Linked DNA regions of Pan troglodytes: region 1 is linked to region 2. A link is a contact called in public capture Hi-C data. All regions are on one chromosome and are shown on one strand. Each heading gives the region's core, a stretch centred on a gene start, on an enhancer-like site or on the middle of the called end of the contact. The rest is flanking DNA. Distances are from core to core; before and after follow the strand shown. Region 1 overlaps LOC107970855 (a long non-coding RNA gene). Region 2 has its middle 540 kb from the start of ATP11B.

Region 1 (4,011 bases), core at 1,332-3,831, 240 kb before region 2:
CCTTTAAGTGCCTTAGATGTAATAAACACTCAGTAAGTAGCTATTGATTTAATTTCCACCAGAAGCATACTGCATTGGAAGTCAGAATAGAAGTAAAATGCAAAGCAAATTATCAACTTGATATTTACTAGGTGGGTATGGAAGCAAGTGATATGTATGGTTTTGGCAATTCAAGAAAGATATATCTGCCCACAGAACTCTACACAAGTAATCATTTGCTAATCTCAAGAGAAATATTCTTTAAAAAACAAATCCTTTTGTGTATGCTTATGAAGATTAAAAAATCTTTCAAAACTTCATTGAAATGACAAGCAAACTATCTTTCATTTCTGTAAATGAGCTACAAATGTATGATTTTACAATTAGAAAAATATTTAAATGAGAAATCTGCAACCACAAAGAAGTTTAGACTGAAACAGTGCTACTTTTTTTTTTCTGGCATAGATGATCCCCTAGTCTTTTTCGCCATAGTCTGGAGTCCTTGTAAAGAAACCACACACAAGTTATTCTCTGGGCAGAAGCATTTTAGCTTCCAACTTTAATCTTTTTGTTCAACAGGCAGATAGTTTAAAAAGTTTTCTCTCCCATCTTACTTTGTTTCTTAAAATCCTTCACATCTTAAAAGGATAAAATTATAGTGCTGTTCATTTTGTACCTTCCATCCTACCTGCTAAATTGGTTTTGTTTTTTAATAACCTAGGCCTAATTATTAAAAACTCAGTTGCTCTCCTTCCTTTCCCTCTCTCTCTCTCTCTGTCTGTCCCTCTCTTCTTCCTTTCTTCCTTCCTCCTTCTCCAAGTCCCTCTTGTCCTCCCCACTCCCCCCTTGTCCCCTTTAGAAGCCCCTGGGATGACACTGTTCATTGATGCATCTCCCTCATTAGCATTGCTGCAGCTTGGCTCAGTGGTTTCAGAGGCAATCCGTCATGAGAAAACTGAAGAATGTGCCCCATTTGCATGATTCTGTGCCAGAATGCAACTTTTTCTCAGCTGTTCTTTGTGTAATTTCCCCTTGAGCGTTCAACTTTCCCATGAAGTCCTAGAAATCATATTACAGATTTCCAACCCAATTGAAATGCTTTACAGATTAGTTTTACATACTTGCTTCCTTCCCCCCAAAACTTCATAGTTCTTCATAAACAGAGCAAATTAGTACATAAAAAACAGGTTTAGCCTTTTATTGTTTGAAGTGTAGGGCACATTAAATGAATAATTTTGCTTTGAAAAGGCAGGGGTTCATATTATATGTGCAAATATATATTTATTACACTTGTCCAAATGAGGTCACAACACTACTAAATACTTAGGCAATTTCTGCTTTCTAGTCACTTAGTGCCACTTGCAAACCACATTTTGTAACCCACCATGGAACTCAGAGCAAAACATAGCAAAAAGGTGGATGAAATGCTCACTGTTTCTTTAATAAGGAGAGCTTCCCACGTAAGTCAAGATCTGTTTTGCAGTTCTTGGGTGAACCCATTTTAATAAAAGAATGAATTCATAGCTAACTAGCTGCTAATTAAATAAGCATTCTGACGCATTTTTTTTCTAGATAGAAAATGACAACTAAAACAACTGTGAGATATGCAATCTGTTACCAAGATTTCCGTTTTCTAGAAATTAAGATAAATGTAATATGGCATATACACAAAACACTACATTCCAGAAGAGAAAACATTCCATTAAAGAATGTTTATCACATTACATTTGAATTAACAAGAAGAACCCAACTTATTTACACACACACACACAAACACACACACACTCCATAGCCCTTTTTAACGATGTTATTCTTCTCAGTATTATTATATACAAATCGATAGAGTCTTTTTATTCCCTTTTGACTTTTGGGTGCAGTCAGTAGTAAGAACAAACCATTTCTTCTTATTCTCATTCTAAACTCTGTAGAATAAATTATTTAAAAAATTACTTTTTGACCATTGGTTGGAAAGTAACCATAAAATAGCGAAGATATTCTAAAAGTGTTTTAATTATAACTACTTAAAATTTTAAATGACTTCATAATCTTTGGGAAGGAGAAGATGAATTTAGAATGAGAAGGGCTGAAAAGACCAAACTTAAAACCTACTGAGTATCAAACAGAATTAAAATAACTTAAAGATAATTCCCTGTACTAACAGAAAAAAAAAAAGCTCTTAAAATACAAAAATTTGGTCGTCGAAGAGCCGCTCACACGGTGATTAGAATTAGGTTGCAGAAGATTTCATTAATTATAGGTGACTGATTTTCCCTGGGCAGACAGCTCAGGTCTCCCGGCCCCCTCCGTCCACCCCCTCCCCAGCTCATCTCAAACTGTTGTCTAACCTTTCCCTTAATCCATCTCATCTTGAGCTGATGGGAACTGCTTTCATTCTACCTCTTGTGGAGGTAATGAAACAATCTTCTTATTCACTTGGTTCCTCTGAGCCGGTGACATGCAACAACAACAAAAAAAAGCGAGCGCCCTGATTAATGGCTGCTAATTAGCAATGTTAATGACCAGGTGTCCGAGAGTACGGCCAGCTCCTCTCAGCATGGAGTGATCGCTCAATGAGGGCCCTGCAAATCCATTCCCAGTGACCCTTCCCCTCAGCTGCCAGTAATGAAGCCCGCTTGCTCGTTACTCCCGGGAGAGGCGCAGGAGGAGACCTGGGCCTGGGACCCAAACCCTTGCCTGGGGTCTAGTCGGTCTTCCATTAATTAAGGTTAGCATTTCTGGCCCCCCAAAAGCTCAAAGGTAGAGGAGTGAAGAACAGGGAGATGTACTCAAACCCTCTTTTGTCCAGAGGAGATTCTTTTTCTAAATAGAGCCAGTAATTAATTTTAACGGTTTACATGTACATCTGTAATTTTGACTACGTGCTAGCTATACATATCATCTTCTCAATCAGATTCTTTTATTATCCCGAGATGATTCACATGGGTGAAGCAAATCTCATATTAACTTTCAAATACAACTTTTTATCTGTGAGGTTTACGTGCTTATTTTTTACCATTCAGCACAGATTACCTAATGACAGCAGAAACTCGGTGCGCCTAGAGGCGTGCTTAAAAAAATAATAGTAATCTTTGAAAATAATTTTTCTAGTTAGAAGGTAGGTTAAGTATGTAAGTGCTCTTATCTCTCATATTGGAGTAAGGGAATTATAATAACTTTTAAAACAAAACAACAAAACAAAAACAAGCTTTTCACAGAGCTTTATAGAGAATCAGCTCTATAAAGACCTGAAGAATTATTTTACTAATTAGAGTTGGTTCCTTTTTGGAATGCTGACCAGAAAATTGAAAAGTGACAGGACTGAAGTCTTTGTAGATAACTAACCATTAATTGTATTTGCCAATTTGTGACAGGCTGATTCTGTCTGAGTTTACACAATCATTTACTTTCCCCTCACTGGAGAATGGCCTTGTACTTCCTCCAAGCAAAGGGAGTGGGGATTCAGTTTGGAAGAAACAAACTGAAATGGAAGAAAGTATGCTATACCATTGTTTTTGTTTTAGCACATTCTTTCTTTTTAATGTATATGTCTCAGGTTGGGATAATACCTTGGCGGATTTAGAAATACTATATATATACACTATATATATATATATATGCACACACATATATATCTTACTTGCTGAAAGGTCGTATGTTTGATATCATTGTGATAAGTTTCTGTTAATGACTTTTTGATACATGTGTAATTTATTTTGGTAGAATGTGTTATTGTAAAAATTACCAACTATTCGTAGGTGATGAAATACCACCCATAACTGCACTTAATAGCAGAGTTTGAAAAATTGTGGTTACTACTTTGCTCTGGGCTAATAGGTCCGAGTAAAATTTGACAAGAAAAGCTTCAGAGCTTTACTTCCAAGTGTGGACAGGTCAAGCAATATCATCTCCTAGACCACAGAGGAGGAAGAGGCTGCCTAGATAGGCGTCTGGCTCCTCTTTCATTGGAGCCCACCTTCTGTTGCAGTAATATTTGATGTAGATTTCTGGGGAGAGGGATACAATTTTTCTCCC
Region 2 (4,262 bases), core at 1,263-3,762:
CCTGGTGTGTAGTTGGTGACATATATAAAGGCTTAAATGATAAATGAATTAAACTACTACCTATATGGTATATTATGGATTCCTTCATTTGTTCTTTTCATAATATGCTACTTATGCTTGCCACCATTGAATTCTTATTTTCCTCTGATTTATTCTATGGTGAGTTGTTGGAGATCATCACTCAATCTATAGTATTAGCTCTCTGAGTCAAGAGGTAGTATGTGTAAACCCACATAGTTCATCACAGTGGTTCCGGGTCAACAGACACTCAATATTTATCAAACTGAGTGGGCATATGGGCCCTATTGGTTTGAAGTATGGGAGTCACTGGACACTGAACATTCTTACTTTAACCATTAGTTTATGCTATGTCTGAGTAATGGGTCATTAACATTAGGTTGGTCTTCAGGGTTTCCACCTGAATAATTTTATAGGATTGAGGGTAGGAAACAACCAATTTAGAACAGGATCACTCAATGAGTTAAGAAAAGTTCATATGCTTCTTTTGAGTTGATATTGGAGTCCCATTTAGTTAAATGGTAGGTAAACAGTAAGTAGAACATAGGGAGAAACTTGATGGTGTCTGCCAAACTTGCCCCTTCTGTTTGCAAGTCAGACTTGCTGCATCCTCACTCAGGTATGAAACAGTAAAGAGGAACCAATCAAGGTATTTATTTATTTAGCACCAGAGTCAGCAAAATCCTGTCTTCCCTCAAGTAGTTAAAAGGAATAGCACACTGGAGAGAGAATTGCAAACATTGGTTCCCATAAAAGAAATGTGAACTGGTTCTGATAATGCCAACGGTTACCTGACATACATTCTTCCTATAGTGTTTTAACAAGCGGGACTATTTTTAGGGAAATTCTTTGCCTTGAACTAAATTTATGGCCTTAAAGTCTTCTCGTCTATTTTTCGTGTGTGCGTGCTCCAACGGTCCAATTTATAACTGACACCTTTACTACCTACCAGCATATCAGTTTCATCTCCCAGAGGAAGAGAAAACCAGACCCTGTGACTAGTGAACTGGATTGAAAATCTAGTCTAATGCTGACAGATAAATGCACTAATTTTCCTCTGTGACCGGTTCTGCATTGCAGGGTGAGCCTGCTTCTAACAACTCCCTCAAAAGGCTCTGTAACCCGTCCAAAAGATGATGTCAAGTGCTACAAGGACCCAGGTCAGCCCTGCATCATAGGTAACAGTTACCCCAGTGATAAAGTTACCAGGCAGGTTTTGAATGAGATTGTGTTTTTAAATGAAAGACTGGCTGGAAATGTAGACTTGGACCAAGCATTAATAGGGGAAAATTTGAGACAAACAGAGGTTAGCATTTGGTTTCTTTGTGGTGTTCAGCAAAGGTCAGGGAAGGTTCTAATACAGAAGGAACCCAAAGTTTCAATGAGAAGTCGTGGTGCTCCAGCAATACACGAGCATGTAGCTTAGACAAAGTGAACTCTAGCTTTAGCCAAGAGCAATTTTATGACATGGGAGCCCCAGTCATTCAACTGAAACTGGTCACTTATCTTGGATAAATCCGTGAGCAGTTGAAGACCTGCTGAATATCTTATTTAATTTTATTCTGAGGAAGAAGTGGCACCCCTCAACCCCCATGCCAACTGTTTAGATCAAATGGGGAGGGAGGACATAAACAGCAGGCATGGGACCTGTCAGATAGCTTTAGAGATTAACTTTATGGTTTTTCTCCTATACACCAGAGTCATGGCTGTAGAGGCAGCTCATGAATTGACCAGACCCCAAATGGCAACCATGTTCCCATTATCCATCTGTTGTGTTCCTCACAAAGGTTTAAGTACAAGATTGATTATGCATGTCTGACAATGTGAAGTACCTCTGAGTAAAGAAACTAGAAACAGTTTCTCACTCTGGACAAAAGAAAGATGTATATCCAGAAGATAAATAGTGAAAATCCGGCAATAAATACATAGGAGATACCTATGTTGTCATAAAAAAAAAAGGGAACAGTTTTTGAATGATCTGAAAATTTTAATACCTTGATTTAAAGTGCCTATACAAGTTGATTTTAAAAATAAGTACGTGAAACTCTCTTCAAAGCAAACACAGCTAGTGAGAAACCACATCTCACTGAAAACAAGCTTTATGTGGAGAAAAGTAAGGAATTGTTACAGCACAAATCTAAAATTAAACTTGCTGCAACTAAAAGGAAAAATCAGATTGTTTGCTCAGATGAAGAGTTTATTATGTTGGCATAAACAAAATGAAAATATTTTCAGTTTTGAAAAGACAACAGAGAGGGAATGGTTTTGCATGGATGGTCACGAAGAGGGGGGATTAAAAGCACAGAGGTGCGGAGCATACGTGCTGCTGAGCTTCTCTCTGTGCAAGGTGGAGATTAGACTCACGGAAACTCTTGCTGCTGTAAACCCGAGGGGACGTGGTTCCTGACTCCTCCACCAGCTGCTGCCCAGCCGGCTCCAGCACAGGCTGCCCAGGCCATGCTTCCTGGCCGAGGGCCCTCCACGTGGGCGTCAGCCTAGTCCGGGAGAGCTGGCGGCTCCACGATGGTAATGTCTAACCCTGCATCCTTCCTCGGGCGCCACCTGTTTCTTTCTCTGTGACTCTTTTTTGATTGGGAAGAAAGATGTTTTGTCAATGATTCCTGACTCCAGAGAATTTTAGAAGGGTCTTCTTTCTTTCCCTCTTCATCCTGAAAGGGGACTTTGCTTGAAATTTCCTCAGTAGAAAGAAGTCAGAAAAATAATACCTTCACAGTGTGGAACTTTATCTACTTCAAAGCCCTTTCCCATACTTTATCTCCTTCAATACTACCCTATGAGGTGGTAGGGCAGGTGTTCTTAAGCCCCATTTTGCAGATGATGACCCTGAGGCTCAGAGAGGTTAAATGTTTTGCCCAAGCTCACACAGCTGGTAAGTGAAGTCCAGGGTAAGAACTCTGACTCCTGGCCTTGAACTTTTTCAGATTTTATCACAATGAGCATGTGCTGCTTTCTACAAAGAGATTTGGAATAATATAGATGACAAGATGTATTTTTCACTTCTTATTTACTCGTGTGTATTGCTACTACTGCCTTATTTTCACATTCCAAAGTAACTTATTTATTATTCATCTTCTTGAGAAGTGGGTAATTATGTTTTTATATGTTTTCTTTTAGATAACTATAGCCCTGTTGTGGGTTATATGCTACTTATGTGTCCTTGGGATCTTTCGATAGATAGATGATAGATAGATAGATAGATAGATAGATAGATAGATAGATAGATAGATAAACAGATAGATGACAAAGATATGCAGACATGTACTTTTTGATATTGACAGTAATGTATTCATTTGTATTTGTTTCCCAAAGAAATAGTTTTACTTGATGGTATTTTGTGTTTTTCTCTAATTCTCATTCAAAACTTATGCAAATTGTTAATGCCCAAAGATTTTTGAAGGAAAGAATTTAGGAGAAAACCTTAATCACGTTACACCCAATATCTTCCAATGATTTTAAAGTTTCACTAGAGGGCACTCCCACTTCATGGCCAGAAAGCAGTCAGGACAAAGGACCATAGTGGTTTGGATATTTAACTTGCTGTACATACTATTTTGTTTTCTCTTTCTCACTCTCTCTCCTCTCGCCTATTGTATAAAAACTAACTGAAATTATACAGGTCTTCCTTTAAACATATAAATAGAAATGAACTACATTGAAAAACTAGCAAACATCTACAACTGTGAATTATGGTTCACCTTGTGACATAGAGCATATTATTCAAAATCTTCTGCATTGAAGTTTTGGTTGTCAACATAAATAAAAGTATGAAATATAGTGTGAGACATTAGCTTAGTACATTAAGAAATATGTCCTTTATTGAGCAACCTGGGGAAGAAAGCCAATAACTACCCAGCACTTATTTCCAGCTTGCAGGATCATCATGGTCATCTTTTCTGGTAAATCTTTGGGTAAATCCAAATCACAAAGATGTGTAGGGTCAGAAAATGAGAATTAAAGGAAAATCCAAATGGATAATCAAATAATATTGCTTTAGAATAAATTAAACGTTAGGCCCCACTTTTTAATGTATATATTTTTATGTATTAAAGAATCTGAAGATTATTTTAAATACATATTTTAGCAAAACAGTAGAGCATTTCTTGTGAGAGGAAAATAAGGTATTTCAAAGTTAGAAGGGAAGTAGCCATTTGCCAAGTATAGAACCCCACAGAGCCCTTAGGCTTGAAGTTTCAAACTGATTTCAACCCTTTGGGGGTTTGAAT

The links. Capture Hi-C pulls out chosen DNA fragments and counts their contacts.
Region 1: a capture Hi-C map of stem cell-derived neural stem cells shows a contact between it and region 2, with 5 times the contacts expected there. The contact joins two enhancer-like sites. A contact is called at or near these places in 2 of 7 Hi-C or Micro-C datasets (induced pluripotent stem cells and stem cell-derived neural progenitor cells) and 1 of 1 other capture datasets (stem cell-derived neural stem cells).

Annotation. Positions count from the first base shown.
Region 1 is chr2:185,673,896-185,677,906 of NHGRI_mPanTro3-v2.0_pri, reverse strand. All of the region lies in intron 2 of LOC107970855 (a long non-coding RNA gene), which reads left to right. Among named protein-coding and RNA genes, the nearest start is that of ATP11B, 290 kb to the left of the region's middle. Within about 2 kb of position 2,581, at least 10 of the 24 cell types and tissues checked have an H3K27ac peak or open chromatin away from gene starts, as enhancers often do. A contact at or near this core is called in stem cell-derived neural stem cells, where this site is marked.
Region 2 is chr2:185,432,896-185,437,157 of NHGRI_mPanTro3-v2.0_pri, reverse strand. No RefSeq gene overlaps it. Among named protein-coding and RNA genes, the nearest start is that of ATP11B, 540 kb to the left of the region's middle. Within about 2 kb of position 2,512, at least 3 of the 24 cell types and tissues checked have an H3K27ac peak or open chromatin away from gene starts, as enhancers often do. A contact at or near this core is called in stem cell-derived neural stem cells, where this site is marked.